Linked DNA regions of Zea mays: all the other regions are linked to region 3. Evidence: chromatin contacts called from public Hi-C data. All regions are on one chromosome and are shown on one strand. Each heading gives the region's core, a stretch centred on a gene start, on an enhancer-like site or on the middle of the called end of the contact. The rest is flanking DNA. Distances are from core to core; before and after follow the strand shown. Region 1 holds the start of LOC107546758 (trehalose-6-phosphate phosphatase2). Region 2 holds the start of LOC100277746. Region 3 holds the start of LOC100384601.

Region 1 (4,777 bases), core at 1,716-4,215, 160 kb before region 3:
TTATGCTGATGGGGGTTACCAGCTGAGAATTAGGAGCCTTGAGGGTACCCCTAATTATGGTCCCCGACAGTATGTAAAAAAGTCGAGTCTGTCCTTGACCGTCCTCTCGCTCTGTGCGGAGGCTCGGGGCTGCTCTCGCAAACCCGGCTCCAGCCAAACCGTTGATAGCGTCAACATACCAGCCCGAGAACTTGGGACACGACCGTGCACCCGGGCTACGGCCAGCTCGCATGAGGGAACAACCAGACCGGCCGAAGCATCGCGAAACGCATTAAGACCTCGAAGGAGTCAAACCACTCCTCCGAGGCCTCGGGGGCTACACCCGGCGGGTGCGCTCGCGCGCACCCACCGGAACAAAACGCCACCGAGAAAGGCCGGTCCCTTTGCAAAAAAGTGCGACAAAAGCCTCCAAGCGAGTATTAACACTCCCTTCGAGGCTCGGGGGCTACTATCGGGGACCATAATTAGGGGTACCCCCAAGACTCCTAATCTCAGCTGGTAACCCCCATCAGCACAAAGCTGCAAAGGCCTGATGGGTGCGATTAAGTCAAGGCTCGGTCCACTCAAGGGACACGATCTCGCCTCGCCCGAGCCCAGCCTCGGGCAAGGGCAGCCGACCCCGGAGGATTTACGTCTCGCCCGAGGACCCCGTCCAGCAACGGACACACCTTCGGCTCGCCCGAGGCCCAGTCTTCGCCAAGAAGCAACCTTGGCCAAGTCGCCACGCCGACCGACCGTATCGTAGGAGCATTTAATGCAAGGATGGCCTGACACCTTATCCTGACGCGCGCCCTTCAGTCGATAGAGCCGAAGTGACTGCAGTCACTTCGCCGCTCCACTGACCGGCCTGACAAGAGGACAGCGCCGCCTGCGCCGCTCCGACTGATGTGCCACTCGACAGAGTGAGGCTGACAGCAGCCAAGACCGGCCTCGGGCGCCACAGGAAACTCCGCCTCGCCCGACCCCAGGGCTCGGACTCGGGCTCAGCCCCGAAAGACGACGAACTCCGCCTCGCGCGACCCCAGGGCTCGGACTCGGGCTCAGCCCCGGAAGACGACGAACTCCGCCTCGCTCGATCCCAGGGCTCGGACTCGGGCTCAGCCCCGGAAGACGACGAACTCCGCCTCGCCCGATCCCAGGGCTCAGACTCGGGCTCGGCCCCGGAAGACGACGAACTCCGCCTCACCCGACCCCAGGGCTCAGACCCGGCCTCGGCCTCAGCCGACGGTCTCTGTCTCGCCTGACCCAGGGCTCGGACTCGACCTCGACCTTGGAAGACAGACTCAACCTCAACCTCGGAGGAGCCTCCGCCTCGCCCAACCTAGGGCTTGGACCGACCACGCCACAGGGGGAGCCATCATTACCCTACCCCTAGCTAGCTCTGGCTACGGGGAACAAGACCGGCGTCCCATCTGGCTCGCCCCGGTAAAACAAATAATGATGGTGCCCCGCATGCTCCATGACGACGGCGACACTCAGCCCCCTTACGGAAGCAAGAAGACGTCAGCAAGGACTCGACAGCCCCGACAGCTGTCCTTCCGCCAGGCTCCAGCGCTCCTCCGACGGCCACGACACCACACGAACAGGGTGCCAAAACCTCTCCGGCTGCCACGACGGCATGTACTTAGGGCACTAGCTCCTCTCTGTTAGACACGTTAGCACACTGCTACATCCCCCATTGTACACCTGGACACTCTTCTTACGCCTATAAAAGGAAGGTCCAGGGCCCTCTTACAGAGGGTTGACCGCGCGGGGAAGGACGGGACGGCGCGCGCGTAAGCCTCTCGCTCCCTCCCACGCGGACGCTTGTAACCCCCTACTGCAAGCGCACCCGACCTGGGCGCGGGACAAACACGAAGGCCGCGGGTTTCCCCTTTTACGCCTGCCTCCCTCCGGCTTTTTTCCCCCCTTCGCGCTTCGTCTCGCGCCGACCCATCTGGGCTGGGGCACGCGGCGACAATTTACTCGTCGGTCCAGGGACCCCGGGGTCAAAACGCCGACAAATATCATTTGCAAGCTTCAAAATTCACCTCCAAAGTCGGTAAAACCATGTCCCTAGGTGTTGTGAAGATTAATTGTACAAAGTCGGTAAAAGCATGTCCCTATTTACAGCTGGATTTCAACTATCCAAGTCTAAATATAATCATTAGGGACGGTGGCAGTTGCAGGGCGGGTGAGACTGAAGCCCCCCTAGCCCCTATTGCTCATAGAGCTCCATAAAGCCCTCTTAAAAATGGCATCCTATATTTCTCTGTATGTATTTTATGATTTTTATTGTCCATCGATGTTTTAATATACGGCTACTTTAAACTATTATATTTGTTTATCATAGGTGGTTTAGTAAGATTGTGTGGTGGTAGCGGTTTAGTACGACCACTCCTGAAAATTTTTTAGGGCTCCATCTCTGCTAGTCATCAACAAAGGTCCAATTGAGCTTTTGGAGTCCAATCCGCATTTTCTAGATGGATGCTAATTTGGTATCAAAAGGATCGAGTAAGGAATGAACCTTGGAACCTGAAACCGCCGCCGTGGTGTTTACTTGTTTTAAACCAAAGTTTACAAACCAAATAATTTTCATGGATATTTTATATATCCAGGTCAGGAAACTGCGATTCGAAACCAAACCTGGAGCAGAAAACGAATAAGAAAGGCACGTGCTTCAGCCCACCAAGACAAAAAGAAAACGGAGCTGTAAAGCTCGGCCTGCGCAATAGCAAACAGCTAGCGTAATAACGAGAGCCTTGTCGTGGAACGAAGGAAACGCCAAAGGACGTCACGCGCTTGAGGCCTACACGTATGCGCCGCGGCGGGCCCGGCACGTGCACCTGGCGCCGAGCTGGGCCGGACTCGGCCAAGGCCGCCCGCAGTGGCCCACGCCGGATCCGCGTCACCCCGTCGCCTCCCCTCCCGCAGGCCGCATCTATAAAAAAAAGCGAGCTGCGATCCTCCCGCCTAGTCTCCTCAACGCATCCACGACGACAACACCAATCATTCCTTTCCAATCTGCAGCCAGCCTCTGATCGCCGTCGACCGACCGATCGGATGCCGATGGCGAAGCCGAGCGTGGCGGTGGCGGAGGCTTCCGGCGTCCCAGCGCAGGCGTCGTGCTCGTGCCCCTGCCCGGGGACGACGCTGTTCCCGTACCCGCCGCCGCGCGGCGCCAGCGGGATCGCAGCCGCCGCCGTGCGCCGCAAGTGCTTGCAGGCGGAGGTGGGCGGCGGCGCCTGCTGGGGCGTGGAGTCCATGCGGGCGTCGTCGCCCACGCACGCCAGGGCCGCAGCCGCGCTCGCCGGCGCCGGCGCCGACGAGGAGGAGGAGCGCGCCGCCTGGATGGCGCGGCACCCGTCGGCGCTGGGCAAGTTCGAGAGGATCGTGGCGGCGTCCGAGGGCAGGCGCATCGTCATGTTCCTGGACTACGACGGCACGCTGTCGCCCATCGTGGACGACCCCGACGCCGCCTTCATGAGCGAGACGGTGAGCAGGCCGAACCAGCTAGCTAGCGCGTTAGTAAGTTAGTTGCGTACCTGCTGTTCGGTGGTCGGTCGATGCTGCTCACTTGCTCATGCTCACGAGAGCTTGTTGGTTTTGGCCAAGCAGATGCGGATGGCCGTGCGTAGCGTCGCCAAGCATTTCCCGACGGCGATCGTGAGCGGCCGGTGCCGCGACAAGGTACCCACCCCACCCACCTCACTGCATCATATATACTAACTGACAACAGCAACTAACTAACCGAGAGGGGTCTTCCGACGCATGCATGCAGGTGTTCGGGTTCGTGAAGCTGGCGGAGCTCTACTACGCCGGCAGCCACGGCATGGACATCAAGGGTCCGGCCAAGGCCTCTTCTTCCCGGCACGAGAAGGCCAAGGTGACACATCATCGCCTAGCTTATTCATCCATTGTTGTAACTTTATTAACTTTTATACAACCGAATCGAACCAAATTAACAGGCAAAAGGAGTCCTGTTCCAACCGGCAACGGCGAGCGAGTTCCTGCCCATGATAGAGGCTGTGCACGAGCGCCTGGTAGAGACGACGCGCAGCATACCCGGGGCCAAGGTGGAGAACAACAGGTTCTGCGTCTCCGTCCACTTCAGATGCGTCGACGAAAAGGTTCGCCCGCCCGCCCGCAATAATTAGCCAAAACAGCCGTCGTTTTCAGCTTTATCTGGCTGGCTGCTCTCGCCCCCGTGCCCCCCTCCACTTGTGCGTATTGCTGCTATACGCCCTCCATTGGCAAACACTAGACCTAATAAATAAGCTACGAGACGCATCGTCCTAACTGACATGATGATCTATGGTCGATTCGATCGATGGTGTTCAGATGTGGGGCGAGCTGTGGGAGTCGGTGAAGGGCGTTCTGCGGGAGTACCCCAGGCTGCGGCTGACGCAGGGGCGGATGGTGCTGGAGGTGCGGCCCACCATCAAGTGGGACAAGGGCAAGGCGCTCGAGTTCCTGCTCGAGTCGCTCGGCTTCGCGGGCTGCACCAACGTCCTGCCCGTGTACATCGGCGACGACCGCACCGACGAGGACGCCTTCAGGGCGCTGCGGCGCCGGGGCCAGGGCCAAGGCGTCGGCATCCTGGTGTCCAAGCACCCCAAGGAGACCAGCGCCTCCTACTCGCTCCAGGAGCCCGCCGAGGTGCATCTCTATCTATCTATCTGTTCCGACCCCGCCCGTGTCTACGTCCACATCTCGCGTCCTCCTCCACCACTACTGTCCCTTTCGGTCGTCCTGTGCAGCCGCCAATTAATGCGCCTGCTACTCCGCCGCCGTCGCT
Region 2 (4,573 bases), core at 391-2,890, 140 kb after region 3:
TTTTCCAACACTAGGCAAAGACAATTTAAAAATCACATTTTAAAGCAGTAAATTAATTCAAATGAAAAAGTTTTCAACTACAAATTTGTATAACTCATCATGATGTACAATTTATATATTGAACATTTCTTCATATGACAAAATAAAAATAAATTTGTCCATAAAACCTGTATCTCTCTCGTAGTTTATGAAACTACGAGAGAGATATATAGAATTTGTGCATATTGTTAGAATCATCATGTGAGATGAACAAATGACCAAACAACCAAAATAAACTTTGTAGATCTTGATAAGTTATCGAAGTTTATAGTTGACAACTTTTTCATTTGAAGTCATATTGTCAACGAAAACTACGTCTGACTTTAAAAAATTTAAATTTTGAATTTTGAAAACGACCTCGAAAGAAAAAACCACCAACATGAAAGTTGTAGGTATTAAAGAGTTATAAAACTTTGTAGTTGACAATGTTTTGGTTTGAAATGATCTTGTTATGCAAAACTATGTTTGAATTTTGAATTTTTCAAACTATCTCGAATGGGAAAACCACCAAAATAAAAGTTGTAGGTCTTGAAATGTAATGAAACTTTGTAATTGACAACGTTTTGATTTGAAAATCATCTTATCATTGAAAAATTCGCGTGAAGTTTTCAAATTTAAAATTCAAATTTTGTAAACGGTCTCGGATGTAGAAACTATTAAAATATAACTTGTAGATCTTAAAAAGTTATGCAACTTTATAGTTGGTTACATTTTCAAATGAACTCATTTATTGCTTTAAAAATCAAATTACTCTCGGTTTGTTATATTACATGGGGAATAAAAACGTAATATAGGTATAATTGGTTTAGTAGTGTAGTGGTATAGGAGTGTATGCGCGAGAGAGAGGTTACGAGTTCGAATTTCATTATTCACAAAACATATAAATTTGTTTCGAAATAATAGTAAAAATGATAGGGCTAGTAAAAATGATAGGGCTAGAGTTGTTCCTATAATTTTAAAAAATATTTTACTGTTTTTATATTTTTTCGATTCTTAATTTGTCGAGTGTTTTTCTTTTTCGAGTGCTTTTCGACACTCGGCAAATTCTTTATCGAGTGTGCGAAAAAATGTACTCGGTAAATAATCTTTTGCCGATAAAATATTTGTCGAGTGTAAAATATCTTTTGCCGAGGGTCGACAGTCAACAAAGAACGCGATTCTGGTGGTGTCACCTGGCCGTGCTGTTCATAAGTGCATTGAAAACCAAAAGCTACGCATGCACAGCAGCACATCTGTACCGCGTGCGGGGAACGTTTGCACACGCGCGTACACGATTACGAACGTCACAGCTGAATACTTTATATATACACGAGCTGTCAGCAGGTGCTGCCTAGCTGCGTGCTGCGTAGGAATGAACGCACCGCACCGTGACGTACGCACGTACGAAAATAGAGTCACGTGTCACACATGAACAACGTACGTACTCGATCGGTACTCCGATTTGGAAACGTGCTACAGTTCCAAGTCCACGCGCCGTCCGTGAATTAAATCCCATCGAGTCTTGTCTACTGCTGCTTAAGCTTCTCATGCATATCGTGTCACCGTCAAATCGCAACCACTATAAATACAAATCGGGCGTGTGTTGTATTATTATTATTATTATCATATCGATTCGTGCTAGCTGCTACACACGAGTACACGACACGACCCTTAGAACAGCGTACACCATCATCCACCGGGATACGTGCGTCGACCACAAGCAGCAGCTAGCCAGCAGCAACGCCTACCGCGCGCGCGACCGCAATGTCCATGATCAGAAGGCCGTCCACTGAGACGCTGGCAATGGCGGACGTCGACTGGGCGCGGTACGACGACCGCGCCTTCCACGACGACGACCAGGACACGCCGCCGGAGCACCTGCGCGCCTTCGAGGCCTTCGTTGAGACGGTGGTGCCGCTGGACATGGTGCTGGCGTTCGGGCGCGAGCAGAGCACGAGGGCCCGGCGCCCAGGCCACGGCCGGGAGGACGACGTCAAGGAGAAGCTCAAGCTCTGGGCCAAAGCCGTGGCCGCCAAGGCGAGACGACAATACATCACCAAACAGGACAACGACGACCAGAATGCCTGAATGCACAGTGTCTGCTAGGGCATATATGCTTGTTTTAAAACAAGCATTCTAAGCATTTTCTAACTGTTTTGATCAAATCCAGCTCTTTGTTTTTTACTAGATAGATCGATGGCAGTCTCTCGGTCCTTCCAGCAGCTAACCGGATCTTTAATGTATTTTCAAGTTTGCTCGTAGATCTCTTGCTTAATTAGGGTTAATTTCCATCTAAAGAGAGGCATATTGGTTGTAATTTTATTATAATAATAATATCAGTTTACGGCAATTTTCTGCACAATTCGTTGGAGTATGTGCAGGCGCACATATATAATTCTCTAGTTATTTTTTCGTTATTTGTTGCTTTTAAAAAATCACTCTCATAAGTGGTTGCAGAAACCACAAATATAACACGTCAACTATTTGTAATGAGTGGATTGACATTAACAAAGAACCTTCCAAAGTAAACAACAAGCGCAGAATCAAGTTAGCCTACTCCATGCAAGACAAGTAGAGGGAACGCTACAATATCGGTATAAAATTGGAATAAAAATAACTGACAACCACACAATTAATTACAGTATAAAATTGATAAGTTCCAAAATTCCTTCAACTCGCTCACCCCTTGTTTATTACATTTTCTTTTCATTGTTCACAAGAAAACCACATCTTTCCCGCCGCACGGCCGCCAGACCACCACCACCATCTAGCACCCACAAACACGCTCGCAGGTATAGGTGTACATTCGGGTCGCCCGGCCCAGTCCGGCCCGGTCCAAGCCCGAAAAGACCCGTATTGTTTGAATTTCAGCCCGGCCCGTTTGAATTTCGGGCCGTACCGGGCCGGACCATGGGCCTAACCCTTGGCACATGGCCCGGCCCGTAATTGCTTAAACGTGTCGGGCTCATTTCGGGCGGTCCGAAATTATAAAAGCCCGAAATTTAATTTTTAGCCTGAAATTCGATTTTTGGCCTGAAATTCAGTTTTTGGCCCAAAATTCACATTAGAGCCCTAAATTCAAAAAAATAATAAAACAAATAAAAGATAAGAGAAATAAATTTGAACAAAATCAAACTTAATTTTTGTATTAAAGTTACCACAGCTACGCAATGACTACCTCGTTTATAAATCATTTTGTTAGAAGGAAAAAGAGTATAATCAGCTCTATACAAAGTTCGTAAGTTCAGTTTATTGTCTAATGTTCATAAGAAAAGTAAAATTACATCACACACTCTAATTCAAAGCTATAAAAAACATCTAACTAGCATTATCTCTAGCTTTGTGTTCTTTATCAAGTATATGAAAGTGTATAATGAAGTGTGGTTTTAATAAATATATGGGCCTTTTCGTGCCTCTACATGGGCCATTTCGTGCCTGCCTTAAACGGGTCGTGCTCGTGCCCGCCCATGGGCCGTGACCTCGGCCCAAACCCGGCCCGATATAACGGGTCGTGCCGGCCCAGCACTAAATTATTTTGGATCGGGCCGTGCCTGGGCCGTGCTTTTTTTCCGTGCTTCGGGCCGGCCCATCAGGCCCGGCCCAAATGTACACCTATACTCGCAGGCCGCTCTCACCTTCCCCAAGATTAGACCTCGCCGCGCTCGTCTCGCCACGGTGGTGCAAATGCACGCCACTGCTTAGGCACTGCTTAAGTCTTGTTCGTTTACACCAATTCAGCTCTGAATTAGCATGGATTGGAATTAAATCCATACCATAATCCATACCCTAAAATAATCCAAGTCTACTCGATTTTTTTATTCGGTTAAACCCATCATGGATTATAAACCAAGGATTTGAGAATTTTTTAAACTATGGAATTTATGGATTATATCCATAGCTAATTAGGTATGGAACAAATCCATAAAGATATTGCACAAGTTTTTATTAGAATCCATGGATCAAAAGAATAGCTAGCTTTGAGAGATACATAGATTAAATGGTGGATTTAATTCTACCATGGGATTGGGTGTAACATATGGATTCACCCAATCCAAACTTGGATTAAATCCATGGTGGGATTTATTCCTTTGTAACTGAACAAGGCCTTACGGGGGACCGCGTACGGCTAGGCAATCGCCATGGAAGCTCGCCTGCTCCATGACTTCTGCTCCAAAGCCGTCCCAGGTTCCGTCGTTCCATCCTGCTCTCTCGCATCTAGAGATGACAACGGAACCCGATCCTTGATTCCCCGCGGGAAATTCCTCCATTAGTGAATGTGGATAGGGATGGAGAAGAAACTTCCCCCACGGGGATATAAACGGGGAAAAATTATCCCCGACGGGTAAACAGGGATGAGGACGGGGAATCATTCCTCATCCCCGTTCCCCGTGGGGACCCGTTAAACTTGCATGTGACTATGTTTTTATGTACTAGTTAACGACAAAAATATATAATTACATTGTCAAGAGACTACTAATTGTACAAATGTGTTCATTTTGATGTATGCATAATGATTACTTACATCTGACGATGTGTATAAGTGACATTGTTTAAC
Region 3 (4,299 bases), core at 143-2,642:
TCCCTCACCGATCTCTTCTACTACTCCCCTCCCCTTTTTATACCGCGTCGCCGGCCCGACGCAAAGCTTCTCCTCTTTCTGCGCCTGCCACTCGTCCCTCCTTGATCAGCGAGTCCCGGAGTGGAAGATCCGGCCTTTTTAGCTCCTTGTGGTGGTTGTTGGTTGTTTTTGGGGAGTTGCACCACCAGGAAGCGGGGCAGGAGAGGGAGTGGAGGGGAAGCCAAGGGTTGGTGGGTTCGCGCTTTGCGGTGGCGTCCCGATGGACTCCGGCAACAGCGGGAGCCTCCAGTCGTCCAGCGGCGGCGACGACGAGTTCGACTCGCGGGCCGGCGGCGGTGGAGGGGGCGTCGACTCCTCTCCGCTCTCCGCACTGCTCCGCCCGTCGCCGTCCCCCTCGGCCGCCGCGTTCTCGCTCCACGGCTCCTACTTCGGCCTCCAAGAGCTGACGTCCGCGCCGCCGCTGCCGCTGCCGCAGCAGCAGGCGGGTACCTGGTCATCTGGGTCGTTCGCCGGTACCTCGGGGCTATCCTCCTCCTCGTCCCCGCTCGTCGCGCAACCCGACTCGGGCTCGGGCGGGCGCCAGCAGGCTGGTGACGCGACCGTGGCGGCGGCGCCGGCGCCGGGGCAGGGCGCCGCGATGGGCGCGCTCGCGCAGCCACCGAGGGGGTCGCGGAAGCGGACGCGCGCATCGCGGCGGGCGCCCACGACGGTGCTCACTACCGACACCTCCAACTTCCGCGCCATGGTGCAGGAGTTCACGGGCATCCCGTCCCCGCCCTTCGGCGCGGGCGTCGGGGTCGGGGGCCCCGCCGCGTCGCTCCGCACCCGCTTCGACCACATCTTCTCCCCGCCTTCCTCCCTGCGCTCCGCCGCGGACGCCACGGCCTCGCTGCCGCCGTACCTCCTGCGCCCTTTCCCACACAAGCTCCCGACCGTGTCCTCCAGTTTCCCGCCCTTCACGACGGCGTCTTCGTCGTCGTCGTCGTCGTCCACGCTGTCCTCATCCAACCTAGGCGCCGCCAATGCCAGTGCCCCGACGGGCACGGCCGCCGCACCCTCCAACCCTGTCGCGCCCGACACCTTCCAGCAGCTGACGTCCTCGGCGCTTCTCCGGCTGCAGGACCCCAGCAGCAGCTACCTCTCCTTCCAGAACCTCCTGGACTCGCAGCCGTCAACGCAGTCCATTTTCGGCGCGGCGGACGGTGGATTCGGGCAGGCGGCGTCCAGACTGCACGATCCGGCGCCGTCGCCATCGGATTTTCACGGCGGACTCTTGGGCTCCGAGGGCCTGCACTTGCACCACCCAAGGAGCGACGTCCACGGGCACGGCGGCGACGAGCTGTCGGGCGTGGTCGCGGGCGGCAGCTGCAAGCTGAACTACTCCCACGCCGGCGCGGCCGCCACCTCGTCACCGGGCGCAGCCAGCGCCGACAAGCCACCCGACGGCGGTGCCGGCGCTCCCGGAAGGCCGGGACGGGGCGAGGGCCTGGATCCGTGGATTTGTACATCGGAGTAGGGGATGCATGCTTTGCTGAGGTACGGGGCCGCCTACGGAGACGAACCAAAGCCAAATCCGCCATGCATAACAAACAAAGGTCTGATTAGCCTTTTGGCCTTATACCTTTTATTACTTATTAATCACTTGTTTGCTGATGATGCAGTTATTGTAGCCCCCCTTTGTACATTAAAAACGTAGCTCATCATCGGCATGATCTCACTTTAGATTAGATTCTTGAGTTATAATCACACACGATTTAGACGTGCAAATGAAATAATGCATCATAGATACTGTCGTACACACACACACACATAGAGAGAGAGAGAGAGAGAGAGAGGCAATTTCAATGCCAAAGCAACTAGGTGTACAAGCTACTTGTTGTCCAGCCAGTGCTCTCCAGCGTCATGTGTTGTCGCCGGCACTGTGCACGAGTCGAAGCTGCAGTTGCTGTCGAGCTCGCCGCGCCGATTCCGTTTTATTTGGTGCGTAATCCCGGGGGCCCGGTCCCAAACATGAGTGCAAACAAGTAATCCCCACCGGCGGCGGGCCGGCAGCGATTGACGGCGAGATTTCCGGCGCCAAGTTTCCCTCCTGGCTGCGAATTTAGTAGCTCCACCGGTCCCAACCGTCGCTCACCAAACTGCCGATGCATACGTACTAGTTCTCGTCTGCGTGTACATGCAAACCGCACCTGCCGCTACTTGCACGCGAAGGCGCCGCGCGCTCCCAAAGGAGCCGACGGCGACTGCAAGGGCGGGGAGACGCTTGGCTACAAAAAAAGTCGGAAAGCGATAGATCGGCGGTGGCGGTCGCCTACCGGCTTCGGAATGGATGGTTCTTGGATGGAAGCGAAGTAGCTAACGCTAACCACCCCACCCCACTCTCGAGAGCGATCGGTTCGTTGAGAGATGGAGGGAGGAAGACGAAGATGGATATTGATTGGTGGGGGGCTGGGGGCCGGGGAGGGGATTAGGAGAGAAGGAAGGAGGGGATGGGGGTCTGGGGAGGAGACCAATGGGAGTGCGCGCGCGTGTGGCGTGTACCTCCCGCGGGCTGGCCGTGCTAGCCGCGGCATGCATTAATAAAAAAAACGATCGCAGCACGTGATGGGCCGTCACGGTCCTAATCAACCCGCGACCCTCAATCGCCACGGCTCACTGTCACTGATGAGTGTGTGTGTGTGTGAGGGAGGCGATATGCCGATGTGGATCTTTTTAAATCCGTGCCAGGTTTTTTTTTGGTAGCACGTGATGTGTTTTTCGGGGGCCATCAGCTAGGTTAGGCCGTAGGAGGAATGGAGGGAGGTGTGGGGTAACCAGTTGTTGCATGTGTCCCCGCCCTTCCCTGCACTCGATTGCACTCAGATGGACAGGTACTTTTTTTCTCTCTCTCTCTCGCGTTCATCAGACCCATGGGCGCTGTCAGCTCCGTTTGGATTCTACATTCAAGACGGGATCGCATTTGATCTCTGCACTTGATGGCTTGATTGCAATTCGTACAAGTCTTTATATCCTAAGCCACATTACTAGTATAGGCTGTATAGCTAGCTGCTAAAGAATCACACTCGGCGCTTTCTCAAGCTTCACGTCGTCCATGTCTACGTACGTCACCAGTACGTGTGCACGGTACCACGCTATCTACTCTTTAGTTCTAGCTAAGTATCTGTAACCTTTTTTCCCCTAAACAAAAAAAAGATAATAAACATATAATGATTGATCACCTCTCCGGAATCATCTGGTTTCACATTATTGTTGTTCAGGCATGCTCCCGTACTAGTTAGTGGCAACGTTCTAGCGTAATATTCTAGCTCGAAGTTTTACGGTTACCTGCCATGAAAGTGACACCAATTGTTTTATTTCCTTTTTTTTCTCTCTCTTTAACAAAGCTAAGATATCATTAGGTGTGTGCAACTTTTGAGGAGATCGACCGGGGGTGAATGAGTAATCATCTAGATCGATGATTAGGCGCTGCATTGGTTGGATCGGTGGCAGTGATTACTACCTGACGAAACCAGCGCCTAACACTAACCATCGCCCAGATGTAAAGCGCACGTCGTATGATTGATGCAACGAGCGACGGCATGATTAGCTCGTCCGCAAAGGGCAGATCCATGCATCTCCCCTGCTTTCACCGTTCCGGGGTGATTCGGCTCCTAGCTGGGTCGTCTATTGTCAATGGCGGACCTAGAATTTTTATATAGGGTGTGCCGCAACAAAATTTTCATGTAGAATTCTATCTAATGTACATATAATTTTATAGTAAATTTGGTAAACAATTTGATATATAGATATAAAGTTTGACACTCAACAAATAAACATGAAAATTGCATACATTTAAACATAAAAATTGCAATAATACTACTTATCTGGCCTGCGCTTCCTCAACGCCATAAAAGTTTCAATTATATCTTCTTCATTCACTTGGAAGAAAATATCCCTCTCGATGTATGTAACAAGACAATCATCCAAAAGACTATCACACATCTTGTTTCTCAATTTAGTCTTCACCAAACTCATTGCAGAAAATGCCCTTTCAACACTTGCTGTCGCCACCGGCAAAAGCAATACCAATTTGAGAAGCAAATAAACCATATCAAACACCTTATGTCTCTTTGTTTCAACAAGCTTAACCGAGAGGTCAACAAGATTAGTTATGTCTTTGAATCTATCATCTTCTCTTATGTCATCAATATAATTGTCAAGTTGCAAGTCAAGTTTTAACAAGTCAGTGCTTGACATGTCATTAGGATAAAAATCAGCTAGCTTTCGTACCTTGTGTGCATCAAAAGAAGCAAAAGAGTT

The links. A called contact is a pair of places that touch in the nucleus more often than the background predicts.
Region 1: a contact with region 3 is called in a Hi-C map of bundle sheath, with 2.4 times the contacts expected there. The contact joins the promoter of LOC107546758 here to the promoter of LOC100384601 in region 3. A contact is called at or near these places in 3 of 25 Hi-C or Micro-C datasets (bundle sheath, endosperm and leaf mesophyll).
Region 2: a Hi-C map of endosperm shows a contact between it and region 3, with 2.2 times the contacts expected there. The contact joins the promoter of LOC100277746 here to the promoter of LOC100384601 in region 3. A contact is called at or near these places in 2 of 25 Hi-C or Micro-C datasets (bundle sheath and endosperm).

Annotation. Positions count from the first base shown.
Region 1 is chr2:182,098,013-182,102,789 of Zm-B73-REFERENCE-NAM-5.0, forward strand. LOC107546758 (trehalose-6-phosphate phosphatase2) reads left to right here and starts at 2,966. Exons shown (of 6, transcript NM_001322791.1): 1 at 2,966-3,474; 2 at 3,598-3,669; 3 at 3,761-3,865; 4 at 3,948-4,109; 5 at 4,321-4,638. The coding sequence starts at 3,043.
Region 2 is chr2:182,401,819-182,406,391 of Zm-B73-REFERENCE-NAM-5.0, forward strand. LOC100277746 reads left to right here and starts at 1,641. Exons shown (of 1, transcript NM_001151238.1): 1 at 1,641-2,377. The coding sequence starts at 1,783. The coding sequence ends at 2,106.
Region 3 is chr2:182,263,603-182,267,901 of Zm-B73-REFERENCE-NAM-5.0, forward strand. LOC100384601 reads right to left here and starts at 1,393. Exons shown (of 1, transcript NM_001398818.1): 1 at 1-1,393. The coding sequence starts at 689. The coding sequence ends at 21.